Linked DNA regions of Mus musculus: region 1 is linked to region 2. The links are chromatin contacts, called in public HiChIP or PLAC-seq maps. All regions are on one chromosome and are shown on one strand. The core of a region is the stretch at or near the end of the contact, and the rest is flanking DNA. Distances in the headings are between cores, read along the strand shown.

What was found. HiChIP or PLAC-seq counts read pairs in DNA pulled down with a chosen protein or histone mark.
Region 1: a contact with region 2 is called in a CTCF HiChIP or PLAC-seq map of CD8 T cells, with 8 read pairs. The contact joins the enhancer-like site here to the promoter of Ttc5 in region 2. A contact is called at or near these places in 2 of 39 promoter capture datasets (macrophages and pre-B cells), 1 of 15 datasets of contacts at CTCF or cohesin (CD8 T cells), 1 of 484 Hi-C or Micro-C datasets (female germline stem cells), 1 of 115 datasets of contacts at active chromatin or transcription factors (embryonic stem cells) and 3 of 9 other capture datasets (adipose tissue, liver and pancreatic islet).

The regions. Positions count from the first base shown.
Region 1 is chr14:50,819,994-50,826,077 of GRCm38.p6, forward strand. Tep1 (telomerase associated protein 1) reads right to left here. Exons shown (of 55, transcript NM_009351.2): 52 at 5,063-5,168; 53 at 4,739-4,956; 54 at 4,512-4,616; 55 at 4,068-4,297. The coding sequence ends at 4,175. Parp2 (poly (ADP-ribose) polymerase family, member 2) reads left to right here. Exons shown (of 16, transcript NM_009632.3): 13 at 1-48; 14 at 485-583; 15 at 802-926; 16 at 1,042-1,308. The coding sequence ends at 1,201. Among named protein-coding and RNA genes, the nearest start is that of Gm52116, 13 kb to the right of the region's middle. Within about 2 kb of position 4,283, at least 75 of the 459 cell types and tissues checked have an H3K27ac peak or open chromatin away from gene starts, as enhancers often do. A contact at or near this core is called in CD8 T cells and adipose tissue, where this site is marked.
Region 2 is chr14:50,781,694-50,788,337 of GRCm38.p6, forward strand. Ttc5 (tetratricopeptide repeat domain 5) reads right to left here and starts at 3,827. Exons shown (of 10, transcript NM_001080949.2): 1 at 3,745-3,827. The coding sequence starts at 3,795.

The DNA of each region.
Region 1 (6,084 bases), core at 3,033-5,532, 39 kb after region 2:
CACGGGCTTAGAGTTGCCCCACCTGAGGCTCCCATCACAGGTTATATGGTAAGTAGACTGAAGGCTAGGAGCCCAAAGAGAAAAAAACATACAATGATGACTTTTTTTTTTTTTTTACCGTGTCCCTCTTTAAATTCTAAAAAGGCAAACATCGGTGGCTGTTTTTGTTGTCTCGTGAGCTGACTTGGAAAAGACAGTGGGGGAGGAACTATGCTGTGTTATGAGAGCAGAGTCTCATGACCAGTGCTGTCTTCCTCATCATAGATTTTTTTTCCTTTTTTGTCTGTTTGTTTGGTTTTGTTTTGAGACAGGGTCTCACTATGTAGCAAGTCTGCAACTTGCTATGTAGACCAGGCTGGACTCAAATTCAGAGATCTGCCTGCTTCTGCCTTCTGAGTGCAGGGGATAAAGGTATGCACCATACCAGGACCTTCTCAAAAAGTGCATTAGACAGCTGAACTCCATTGTTGTTGATTTATTTCAGTTTGGAAAAGGAATCTACTTTGCTGACATGTCCTCCAAGAGTGCCAATTACTGCTTTGCCTCTCGCCTAAAGAATACAGGATTGCTTCTTCTGTCAGAGGTAAGGCCGGGGACACAGCTATGATCTCTAATTTACTGTTAACTCAGATTTTGCACTGGTAAAATTTGACTTTGGATTCAAGAAATTCACCTGGAATTGGATTCCCATTGCATTAGACTCTTCTGCTGAAGCAAGGGAATAAAATACAGATCAGGGTGACTTTAGAATCACCTAGTTCTTGACTGGGTATAGGCATTCAGGGACCTTTTGTTTTGCAGGTAGCTCTAGGTCAGTGTAATGAACTACTGGAGGCCAATCCTAAAGCACAAGGATTGCTTCGGGGCAAGCATAGCACCAAGGGGATGGGAAAGATGGCTCCCAGCCCTGCCCACTTCATCACCCTGTAAGTACCCCGAGCTAAGGCTGCTGGAAGACTTCTTTCTAGTTGTTAAGAATCTACTGTCTATTTCAACTCTGGACAAAATGCTGACTTTGACATATTTTCTTCCGTTTGGCAGGAATGGGAGTACAGTGCCCTTAGGACCAGCAAGTGACACAGGAATTCTCAATCCAGAGGGGTACACCCTCAACTACAATGAGTTTATTGTTTATAGCCCCAACCAGGTCCGTATGCGATACCTTCTAAAGATTCAATTTAACTTCCTGCAGCTATGGTGAATGTTGATCAGACAAGCCAGAGAGAATATAATCTTCAAACAAAAACCAAGCAATATTATGTTCTTGAACTTTTTGATATTTTGTTTAATAAAATAGTATAAATCTGTCTTTGGCTTCTTTGGGTTTTACTTCTCCTTGGCACTTGTTCTTTGTGCCTGTGTGCACACATGGAGGCCAGAGAAAGATTTTGGGTGTGTGCTCTAGCCTTCTTCACACTGTCTCCTTGAGACAGGACTCTGCTCAGGAGAGCCTCAGCAAGTCTCAGCAATCCAATCCTTTGCACTCCAAAATGCTGGGGTTACAGATAGTGCAGCCACACTCAACTTTTTGAAGACTTGTTTTTAAGAATGTATGTGTCTGAAGTATCTGTGTGTAGGTATGCACACATGAGTGCAGATGCCAGCTGAGAGAGCTGGAGCCCCTGGAGCTGGAGTTACAGGGTCCTGTGATGGTTAATCCTGGGAACCCTAACTCCATCTGAAATCTTAAAACCCAAGCACCTGGGCATGTCTCTGAGGGATTTTCTTGATTGGATCACCTGAGGTGGGAAGAGCCACTCTAAATCTGGGCCTGGTAGCAGCTCCATGAAGGCTACGGAAGAAGGAAGCTTTTACTTTTTGCCTGCTTGCCCTTAGATGTTGTGATAAGTTCATCTATCCTGTTATTGAGGCAGTCTTTGGCCTGCTTCTTTGGAACTCTGATTTGACTGAAGACCAGCAGCAACCTAGGCATTCCCTGGGACTCCAGAACCAGATTGAAACTATCTGAGACATCCAGCCTCGTGGACTGAGCAACCACTGGGTTCTTAGCCTTTCCATTGGAAGACAGCCATTGTTGAACTACCTAGACTGCAATCTGTAAACCCTTCTAAATTTCCTTAAAATGTGGGGGTGGGGTGGGGTGTGTGTGTGTGTGTTCATTCTCTGTTCTGTTATTCCTCTAGAGAATTTTGATAACAAGTCCTCTGCAAGAGTAGAATGTGCTCATAACTGCTAAGCCATCTCCTTAGCCCTCAATCACTTATTTCTTCTGCTATCAGTACTGTCTTCATTTCCAGGAAGTTCCTCTGTATCCCACTGTAGTGACAGGTTACTCTGGATTCTATTCTCTCACAGTATATAGCTTCTCCACTGAAGGACACTAATGAGGGCTAATGCTTTCCCCTGTTAAATTCACTTTTCCCCTGCAAATTGGTGTCTGTTAAATGTTACTGTAGACAGAATACAGGCTCAAAAGATTCACTTTCCCCATCAAAATCCTCTTAATTATACCAGTTCTACAAGATATCCTAATCATCATCAACTGTCAAAAAACTGCATACTCTTTGCCTTAAAACAGATGTTCATGTTTGTATAAATGGCTTCACTGATAAGGATCTAGCCAAATCTACCTACTCTCTTTAAGTATTATACCACTAATACAACTGGCTAGAGAAATGGTCCAGTGGTTACTATAGTGCGCTGCTCTCCAGAGGACTAGAGTTTGGTTCCCAGCACCCATCTCAGGTAGCTCTCAATTTTCCGTACCTCTAGCTCCAGGTCCAACACTGTCTTCTGACCTTCAAGGCACCCTCTTACACACAGAGACATCGACACATAAGTAAAAGTAACTTTAAAAAACGTAAGAACAGATGTGGGTGTTATAAACTTTTCTAAAGAGTACAAGACAGGATCTCACTCTAGATACCCGGCTGTCTCAGAACTGGCTATGTAGGCCAGCATGGCCTAAAATTCAAGAAAAATCCTCCTTCCTTGGCCTCCTAATACAGACTACAGCCATATGCTATGCTTTATAGTAAGGATTACCGAGTCAGGCATGGGATCTCAGACCTTTCATCCCAGCACTCAGGAGGTGAGGAAGGAGTCAGGTAGACCTCTGCGTTCAAGGCCAGAACCTTGTAAGTAAGCAACGTAAATCCATGGCATGATTACTCCACTTGTCAATATGTTGTAAGCTCTATCGACTTCATTTTAGTTTCATTTTTCCTTCCTTTGTTCTTCAAGATAAGGTTTCTCTATATAGTCCTGGCTATCGTGGAACTCCCCCTATAGACCAGGCTGGCCTTGAATTCAAATTCCACCTCCCAAATACCCCTGCCTCTGAACTGGGATTATGAACCATCATGGGCTGACTTCTTTTTAAAGAACACTTTATGAGATTTATTTTTCTTTTATGTATATGAATGAGTGTTTTGGCTGTATGTCTGTGTACCACATGTGAGCATTGCCTATGGAGGCCAGAAGAGGGCGATGGGTTTCCTAGAACTGGAGTTACAGCAAGTTGTAAGCCACCGTGTAGGCACTAAGAATCAAAACCCAGTTCTCTGTAAGAGTGACCAGTGCTCTTAATGGCAGATCCATCTCTCAGCTCCATGAACTTCAATTTGAGGGAGAAATAGATTTGTGATCTCTGTAAGAGTGCCAATTAGTCTACCAATGAATGCTTGCAAGTCAAATGTAAAGTCCAAAGACTCATTCTGCCTTTGGTGCCTGGGTTTCCCACTCTGGCCAGTTAGTTCTGGGGAGAGGGCTGAGTCTGTGACAGGAACCCAGCACAGTCCTAGGTCTATCCGTTTTTTCCTAAATGCTTGCACGTCTACTGACTTTAACTCGCTCTTGTGTCCTTTCATGACCAAACGAGAATTCCTCAGGTCTCTTCAAACTAAGTACTGGCCACCAATAGCCTTCCTTCCTTCTGACAAGAGTGGACCTTAGAACTTAGGCCAGAAAGGGACACAGGAATAGAATCTGCGTGTTAAAGATGCTCATGTTCCTGCAGTTCTCCTTAGATGTTAAATTAGAAAGGAATATCCAGAGCCCTCCCCGTTGATCTAAAATCACCAGCGAACACAATCGGGCATACACTCTAGATCTCTCAACATTTTAGTTTTATAATCTTACTAAGAATATAGACACAGGTGTCTTCAGGCTAGCAGCATCTGTTGACATCATCTTTGTCCTGAGTACTGCATCTTCATTCCCAAGATAGAAAATACAAGTTTCCTTGTGTGTCTCCCACAGCAAGCTGCAGGGGAGAGCTGGGCTCCATCCAAGGTTCCAGACAGCTCACTGGCCCTTCACATCGGAACAAGCCCAGCTGAAACAGGAACAGAAACGGGGGAAGTGAAACTATAGGCCTGAGGTCTCCTTGTTATCTTTCTCTCAAATCAATATCTTAGAAACAGGCCACACCAAGAGAGACTGAGAAAAACAACTTTCATTTCGTTGACACGCCTTAGCCTGCATTCATTTTCTTGCACTAGCCCTTTCTCCGCTTGTGTGCACGTGTGCACACAGAGACCCACACTTACCAGCTGCATACTGGGTCTCTCCCACAGCTTAACATCTCTGTCCTTCGAAGCTGTCACCAGCAATCCCGGAAGCACATGGAGGGCTGTGACAGAGCCCAAGTGGATCTCGGAAAGGAGGGGAACAACATGAGTTCTCAGGGAGACCTTTCACTTACTGAAGCAGCAAAGGCTGCTGCTGAGCCAGATTTAGAACCGCCTCCCTCTATGACCCCTCCCTCCAAGCTCACCTTTTTACACTGCTGTGCCTTTAAATTTGTGGGATCAATCCAGCAATCAATGGAAAAATCCAACTCTGAGTGCGGGGACAACTCTGTCTCCAGAGTCTGAGTTTTAGGTTTTTTTGCTTTTTTCTGCCAAATGTTATCTACGATCCATTCTCCCTCTGAGGTACATTCAGATAAGTTCCACAGCATCCCATCAGAGGTGGCGCACAAAAGGGATGATTCTGCCATTTTAAGAGCAGAGTTAGCCAGGGCTCAAGCCTTGAGGACCCACAAGCCTCCCCTAAGCCACCCCAGAAAGAGCACTCTGGCCCTTCTTCTCCCACTAACCAGACTCAGGTTTGGCCTGAGTGATTGATACTGGGGACCCATTAGGATTATTTAAGTTCAGATTGAAGTCCAGGATCTCTTCAAACTCCCCTGACTCCTTTTGCTCCTGTGAAGGGATAGGTAGAGAGGTAACTTTGTTTAGTTCATGACACAACGCCACTATCAAAGCTCTAAGACAGGATATATATGACACAAAATATTAGTATTACACAAAAACAAAAGACAAAAAACTAAAACCCACCACACCTACAAATAAAATACATGCATCAAGTGAATGCATGTAAGATCTACCCATGCAGTGCCCCTAGGTGGAGATGTGGAACAGTTCTCGATGTTGTTCTCATGCCCAGTCCCAGTTGGTAGGAGAGCCCGAAAGCTGGCAGCAGATTTAAGTGTCTCCACTTATTACAAACTCCACATCAGTGAGATCTCTGTAGTGTGGCCATGTTTGTGACTGGCTTCCTTTGCAGAAGGACATGTCTGTATTTCCCTACTTATCATGTTCTACTTTCTGCTGTCATGCAGTTACATACTGAGAATTGCATGTCCAGGTTGGGCTATGTTGAATTTAGGCTAACACAGACGTGTCTGGGCCTGGCATTTGGGGACTATGTATACTTCTTTCACTTAAGTACATATTTAGGAACAGAATCACTGCTTTCTAGACAGACTTTGTACGTAACTTTAGTAGGTATCCGATTAGGATTTCTTAAAACTTTCCAGAAACAAGAGACCTTAGGAATCTTGGGAATGAAATCTAGCTCTGACAGAATCCCAAACAGTTAAGCATAAAGCATCTGTGAGGTACCTGCACCATGCACCATGACAGAGACACGGTGTAGCCCTTGACCTTAAAATGCTAATACTGACAGAAACCAAAAAAAAAAAAAAAAAAAAAATCACAACTAGGAAACCTAGGAGACAGGCATGGTGGCACAAGCCTTTAATCCCAGAACTAGGGAGGCATATCTCTAAGTTCTAGGCCAGCCTGCCTGCTATATGGAGTGAGTCCCCAGACAGGA
Region 2 (6,644 bases), core at 2,577-5,076:
CAACACTGGGTCTCCTATCTCGTGTGTGGAACAGAGCAACATGAGGGTCCCCAGTCCTCCCAAGTGCTACAGATCAGGAGGAAGAGCCAGGATTACAGGATCTCGTGGTCCCAAGCTGTCCCACAAAGGTCCCTCAGCACTACACGTGAACAGACCTCTCCAGCTCAGGCAGGGCTCCCATATGACCAAGCACTGCTCACACCGCAGATGGGAGAGAGACACCTTGAGACTTGAAATAAGCCAAAGTCAATAAGACTCTTTTATCTTATCCTGGCCCCCAAAAGAACTAAACTTTGCAGTTTGGCCCTTAAAGCTGGACTTCTGGGTAGGAGAGATGGTCCCTATGAGTAGAGGTGCCTGTCTACTGCCAAGACTGATGTCTTGGGCTCCAGAACCTACACAGGGAAGGGAGACTCCTGCTAGCTGTCCTCTGACCTCTACACATGTGCCCTGTCATATACCCAATACACACATACACACATACATACACACATACACACACATACTCACATATACACATACACACACACAGAGCATTCATAGTGACACACTCCTTTACAGCCAGGGCTACATAGAGAGACCAGTCTCAAAACAACAACAAAGGGGGTGTGGTTTAAATAAAGATGGCCCCCACAGGCTCAGAGATTTGAATACTTGGTTACCAGGGAGTGGCACTACTTGAAAGGATTAGGAGGTGTGGCCTGGTTGGAGGAAGTGCATCACTGGGAGTGGGTTTTGAGGTTTCAAAAGCCCAAGTCGACTCGAAGTCTCTCTCTTCCTGCTGCCTGCAGATCTGGACGTAGAACTCTCAAATACTTCTCCAGCACCATGTCTGCCTGTGGGCCACCATGCTCCCCACCATGATAACAGACTATGAAACCATAAGTCAGCCCAATTAAATGCTCTTTTTAAGAGTTACTGTGATCACGGTGTCTCTTCACAGTAATAGAACAGTAACTAAGATGGGGGTGGGAGGTGAGTACTGAAAAATAGACTTTTAAGCTCTGTTATCTCACAGATATAGCATGCATAAGGCACTCTGAGTCTCATTCCCAGTACCAACAAAAAACAAAAAAGCAAACAAACAGAAAACAACAAAAACCACTACACCCAAAATAAAACAGCACTTGTTTTTTTGTTTGTTTGTTTGTTTTCTTTTTTAAGTATCCATTATTTTTTCACATGCTGATAAATGAAAAATACATGGCCTTTCTAACTGTGACAAACCTGTAAGGAAGGCCTTGTTTTCCACAACAAAGCAACCAACTTGAACTTGGTGACCTTGGTATTTTGGGAGAACTTTGAGAGGTTTTTCTTGTTTACTTGGGGCATCTTCTGATTCTCTTGCATTTTTTTCTCAAGCAAATGTTAAATGCTTCTAAGCACTCATGATCAACTCCATAGAAGCTGAGATGTCAACTTCTCAGAAAGGCTTGCCCTATTATCCTACTTTGCTTTCACTTCCATGATAAAAGAAGAAAACAAGAAACAAAAGACAAACACTTTGGGGAGGAAAGGAAAGCCTCCAAATTGTCAGCCTTCAGGGGATGTCACAGCAAGGCTGGACCCTGGAGGCAGGAAATGAAGCAGGTCCAGGAGGACTGATGCTCACTGATCTGCTTTTCAGGCTGGTCAGCCCTGATGTTTTCCCTGCATGTACGTCTGTGTAAGGGTATTGGATCCCCTGGAGCCATGTGGGTGCTGGGAATTGAACCTGGGTCCTCTAGAAGAGCAGCCAGTGCTCTCTCAACCATTTAGCCATCTCTCCAGCCCCCATCAGCCTGCTTTCTTAAACAGTCCAGGACCATTTGCCCAAAGATGGTACTGCCCACAGCGGGCTGAACCCTCACACATCATCAATCATTAATAATAATAATTTTTTAAAAATGCTCACAGACCAAATGAGACATTTTCTCAATTGAGGTTCAGTCTTCTCAGATGATCCAATTTGTGTCAAGTTGAAAAAAAAAAAAAAAACAACTAACTAATCAGCACACTTCCTAGAGCAGCAGTTCTCCGCCCTGGGGGTGGAGACCTCTTGGAGATTGACCCCTCTCACAGGGGTCACATATCAGAGATTCTGCACATCAGATATTTACATTACTATTCAGAACAGGAGCAAAACTACAGTTATGAAGTAGCAACAAAAATAATGTTATAGTCCTGATCACCACAACATGAGGAATTATATTAAGGGGTCACAGCATTAGGAAGGTTGAGGACCGCTGACCTAAACCTAATTAGTGCCTTCCTCTCCTCCTCTCTAGTTAATCACACTTTTTTTTTTCCAAAATGCCTATCATTTTAAATGATATGGCCTATTCATTCATTACTTTCTGAAATGGCTGATGTAAGTTCCATAATGGAAAGAATTTCTTGTTGATTAGGGCTATACTTAATCACTAGAACAAGGGCTGGGTCATGATCAACTCACATTAAATACAGTGGTTAAATTAACTAATGTAGTGCCTATGTTATTAACAAATTCGTATGCATAAGTAAAGTCCTACCCTGATAAAAACAATAAGCTGACACCTTCTTTATAAGTATTTCTTAACTTTATGTATATTATTCCCAGGAAAAACAGGTCCTGAAGAGACTGGTTTCAGCACATATATAAAGTCAGCATGCTCTACTCTGTTCTATAATAATAATAAAATGGTCAACATGATCTGTGGAACACAATTTGTGGAATTTTTAAGAGAGTTCTAAGCAACAGTCACAGCCAGTTTCTTTTTGTCATGCAATGAGCATGGCTGTAAAGTTAAAGGAAAGTGTTATTGTTGTGTTTTAGTCGTTTTGATTTTGCTGAACAAACTTCTGTGGTGGCAACAGCAACACAAATGAGTTGTTAATGAATAGGAAAGTGTGAAAACAGGAAGTGATTCACGGCCACTCCAAATAGCCTCAAGGACAACACCATTCTGCATAACGTTTTGTATTTCTTTCCTATGCATACAAATGTACAAAGTGCATCCAAAGTCTCGCTGCCGATAGGATTAAAAATCTGACTTCTGCCAATCCCACTAAGGAATAGTTAACCAAAGTCCATGTTCTGAGTGTTCTTTTAACTCCCACAAGAAACAAAGAAACCTAATCAATGCTTTAAATTTTGTTAGATTTGGTGGCTCAGGCCTTTCATCTCACCACCTGCGAGGCAGAGACAAGTAGATCTTTAGGAGTTCGAGGCCAGCGTGGCCTGTAAAGCCAGTTCCAGGCGACCCTGATTCAAAACAACAAACAAAATTGCTAGAAGTGTATCTAGTTTAAATGCAAGGATGTCTTCGACCACAAACTAAGTTTCGGAGGCTTAAAGAAAATCTTAACTATTAAAAACAAAAATAAAAACGCATACTTGAAGGAAACTCCTCTCTGCCTTTCCACAATAGTCACCTGGGGAGTGGGTGGGGTTAAGAGATTAACTCGACAAATCCGAAAACCAACAACCAGGGCATCTGTTCTGCAGTCTATTTCTGAGTGTGGCCAAGTTCAATGCAGAAAGATGCTAAAGAAATGGCTGCTGCTGTGGAGCACAAACAACTCGGTTAACAGTCGGCAGCCACCTGCCACTCCGCGTACAAAGCTACTTGTTACCGAGGAAACCCGGTGGGCAGACTCCCTCCGGGCGCCCACCGAGCAGCCCTCAGCACCGGCTGAACCGCCGCACTCCGCCGCCCGGGCCCTGACCACTGCACTTCCTCCTTTCAGAGCAAGGAGCCAAAAGATTTTAACTCACAGCCTCACCTGCAATTTCTGCAAGACGTGCTTCGCTTCTTCCTCTTCATCAGCCATCATCCCAGCCGCTCTCAGCGTCTCCTCCCCCAACTTTTCAACCACAGAGACTCAGCCATGCCTACGCTGAAACCACAGCGACCCCTGGGGCTCCGGAGGCCCATCTGCGCCTCAGAGACACAGCTACAACCCAACTTAATCCAGAACTTGGTGTCTCAAAGATGCCCTAGAACTGCTTTGGGGTTTTGTTTTGCTTCTTTTTATTGCGACAGAATCTCACCCACCAAGTAGATCAGATTGGCCACGTAGATCAACGTGGCTATGTTGTCCAGGCTGGACTTTTGCCACAAACCCTCAAACTGGGATAACAAACACCTGCTGAGTTTGTGATCACTTTCGGTTTCATAAATAAATTTCCTAGTTTTATAATTCCCTTCCCAAATTCTGGAATCAAAATGTTCTTAAATTAATTCCATTCATTTTTTTGTTTTGTTTTGTATATTCTTGTCCTTTTTTACATCACTCTTAGAAAGCAAGGCCGACTATGAAAGTATGCATGTCAGGTGGTATTTGGAAGAGAACTCCCTGCAAGGGAACTTGTCTGAATATATACCAACTGAAGATATCTGCACGTGTAATTTTTAGCTTTTTAATGTATGATCCTAATAAGTCTACTATGTTTGAGGCTGGCATGCCACCATACTGTACATTAATAATGTTCTCATGTTTATTATTTCTGTAATAAACCATCTCTGAAGAGAGAAACAGGGATTGAGAACTGCAGGTGACTTGAGAAGTCTTCTCAGTGTATTTTCCATTTTTTACCTTGAACATGAATTGCCTATTCAAAAATGAAAAATTTAAACCTTCTGTTTGTTTGAGACAGAGTCTGATATATCCCAAGCTGGCCTGGAACTTGCTATGTAGCCAAAAATAACCTTGAATCCCTGATCTTCCTGCAACCACTTCCAAGTGCTTGGATTATAGACATTCGTTACCCCTGGTTTTTAAGTTTTGAGACACGGTCTCACTATGTAACCTCAATTGTCTGAAAGTCTGTATGTAGATCAGGCTGACCTCGAACTCAAGGAGTTCCTCCTGTCTCTGCCTTCTAAGTCCTGAGATTACAGACAGGCATCACCACATCCAACCACAATCTTAAAACTTTTAAAATTCCTTTGCTAAAAAAATTATCTCTGCAAAAAGACATTAAACACCTCCAAATGCTTCCAAAAAGACTGTGCAGCAGAGACAAAGAAAAAAAGTGATCATTTCCTGAAGTGGAAATTTCTGGAGACTCAGGTCATAATGCTTTGCTGGGGCAGACAGGTGAAAGGATGTTTGGCTGAAGCAGACACAGGTGAGAGGATGTTTAGCTGAAGCAGACACTTGAGAAAGAATATAAATATGATCCCACAGACAGTGAGTGGGACAAGGCTTGTGCTTTGGCTCATCTTGCACCTCGCTAGTCTCAGTTGATAGCGCTCTAGGCCTTGCACCACCTTGCTGATCTCTGCTTCTCACTGATCTTAACAGAGAGTAACTCACCCAAGAACTTCTCATGATATTCCGACGGCTTCTTGCCATTTCCACAGACTCCACACCGACCCAGCAGAGCCTCTCAGTTTATTCTGAATCCAGCTACAGCTGCTGAACTCGTATGTGGTGTCTGCTGAGTGGATGGAACTGCATCTGCTGATTGGTGTGTGGTAGTTTGCTAGTAGAGTGAACTGCTGATAATGCTGACAACAAAGATTGGAATCACCCAAAGAACTCTTTCTAAACTAAACAGGTCCACTTCCCGTGTCCTAATAACCTTTCTTTTGCATGACCTCTGGTGGGTGGGAGGCTAGAAGTGAAGTTAAAGAATTTAAGGACCCTTATTAAAGTACGTTTTGAAAAAAAAATCTAAGCCTACAATTCCCTCTGCTTTTTTTCATGCCTTTAAAAGAGCCCACAATGGGGCAGTCGAGATGGTGCAGTAGTTAAGAGCACTTGCTGCCTTTCCAGAGGATCCAGGTTCAGTTCCTAACACCCACATGGCAGACCACAACTGACTATAATTCCAGTTCTAAGCTATCTGACACACTTACACAGGCATACATGCATGCAGGCAAAAACACTAATGCACATAAGGTAAAAAAAAAAAAAAAGAAATCATAAAAAATGAAAAGCCTGACATGCAAATTAAAATTAACTTTTTTAAGAAACATAATATTCCTGACAGTTTATAATTAAATTTTTTTCAAATTTACCCTACTTATATTTCAAACTGTTCAAGATGCCTATTTCCTTATATTTTTCCAACAAAATTGAAAAATCTCATAGAAAGAATATTTCTTAAACTATAATCTAAAATCTTTTTACTAGCTATAAAATATGTATTTTCACTTATTGGTCTTGGTGTTAGGTGCTTCAGGGAGGTAGGCAATGCCATCAAGGGGCAATCATCTCAACCAAGCTTTCTGCCCTGTGCAGAAAGGCGACTAGGGAAGCAAGACTGGCAAGCCCCACACTGTGCCATGCAAGATGACAAGTCACTGTGTCTCTGTTGGTGCATCTTATCCCTGCTCCCAGAGGCACTGGCATGTCTCTGCTCCTGTCCCCAAGAAGCTCATGATTGCTGGCCAGTATTGATAACTGCTACCCATCAACCAGGGGCTGTACTTGCCACCATGGACAACTTTGCCAAGGCCACCATTGATGCCACCTTTAAGACCCACAGCTACTGTGGGTCTTGCCCCCACCATCCCCAACCTCTGGAAACAGACTGTCACCAAGTGTCCTTATCTGGCAAAATTCACTGACCATCTCCATAGTAAGCTCAGGCCTGAAAAATAATAATAATAATGTCTCCACAAAAACAAAGCTAGAAAGGTTAACTCCGTCTCACACTGGTGTATGTGGAGGGA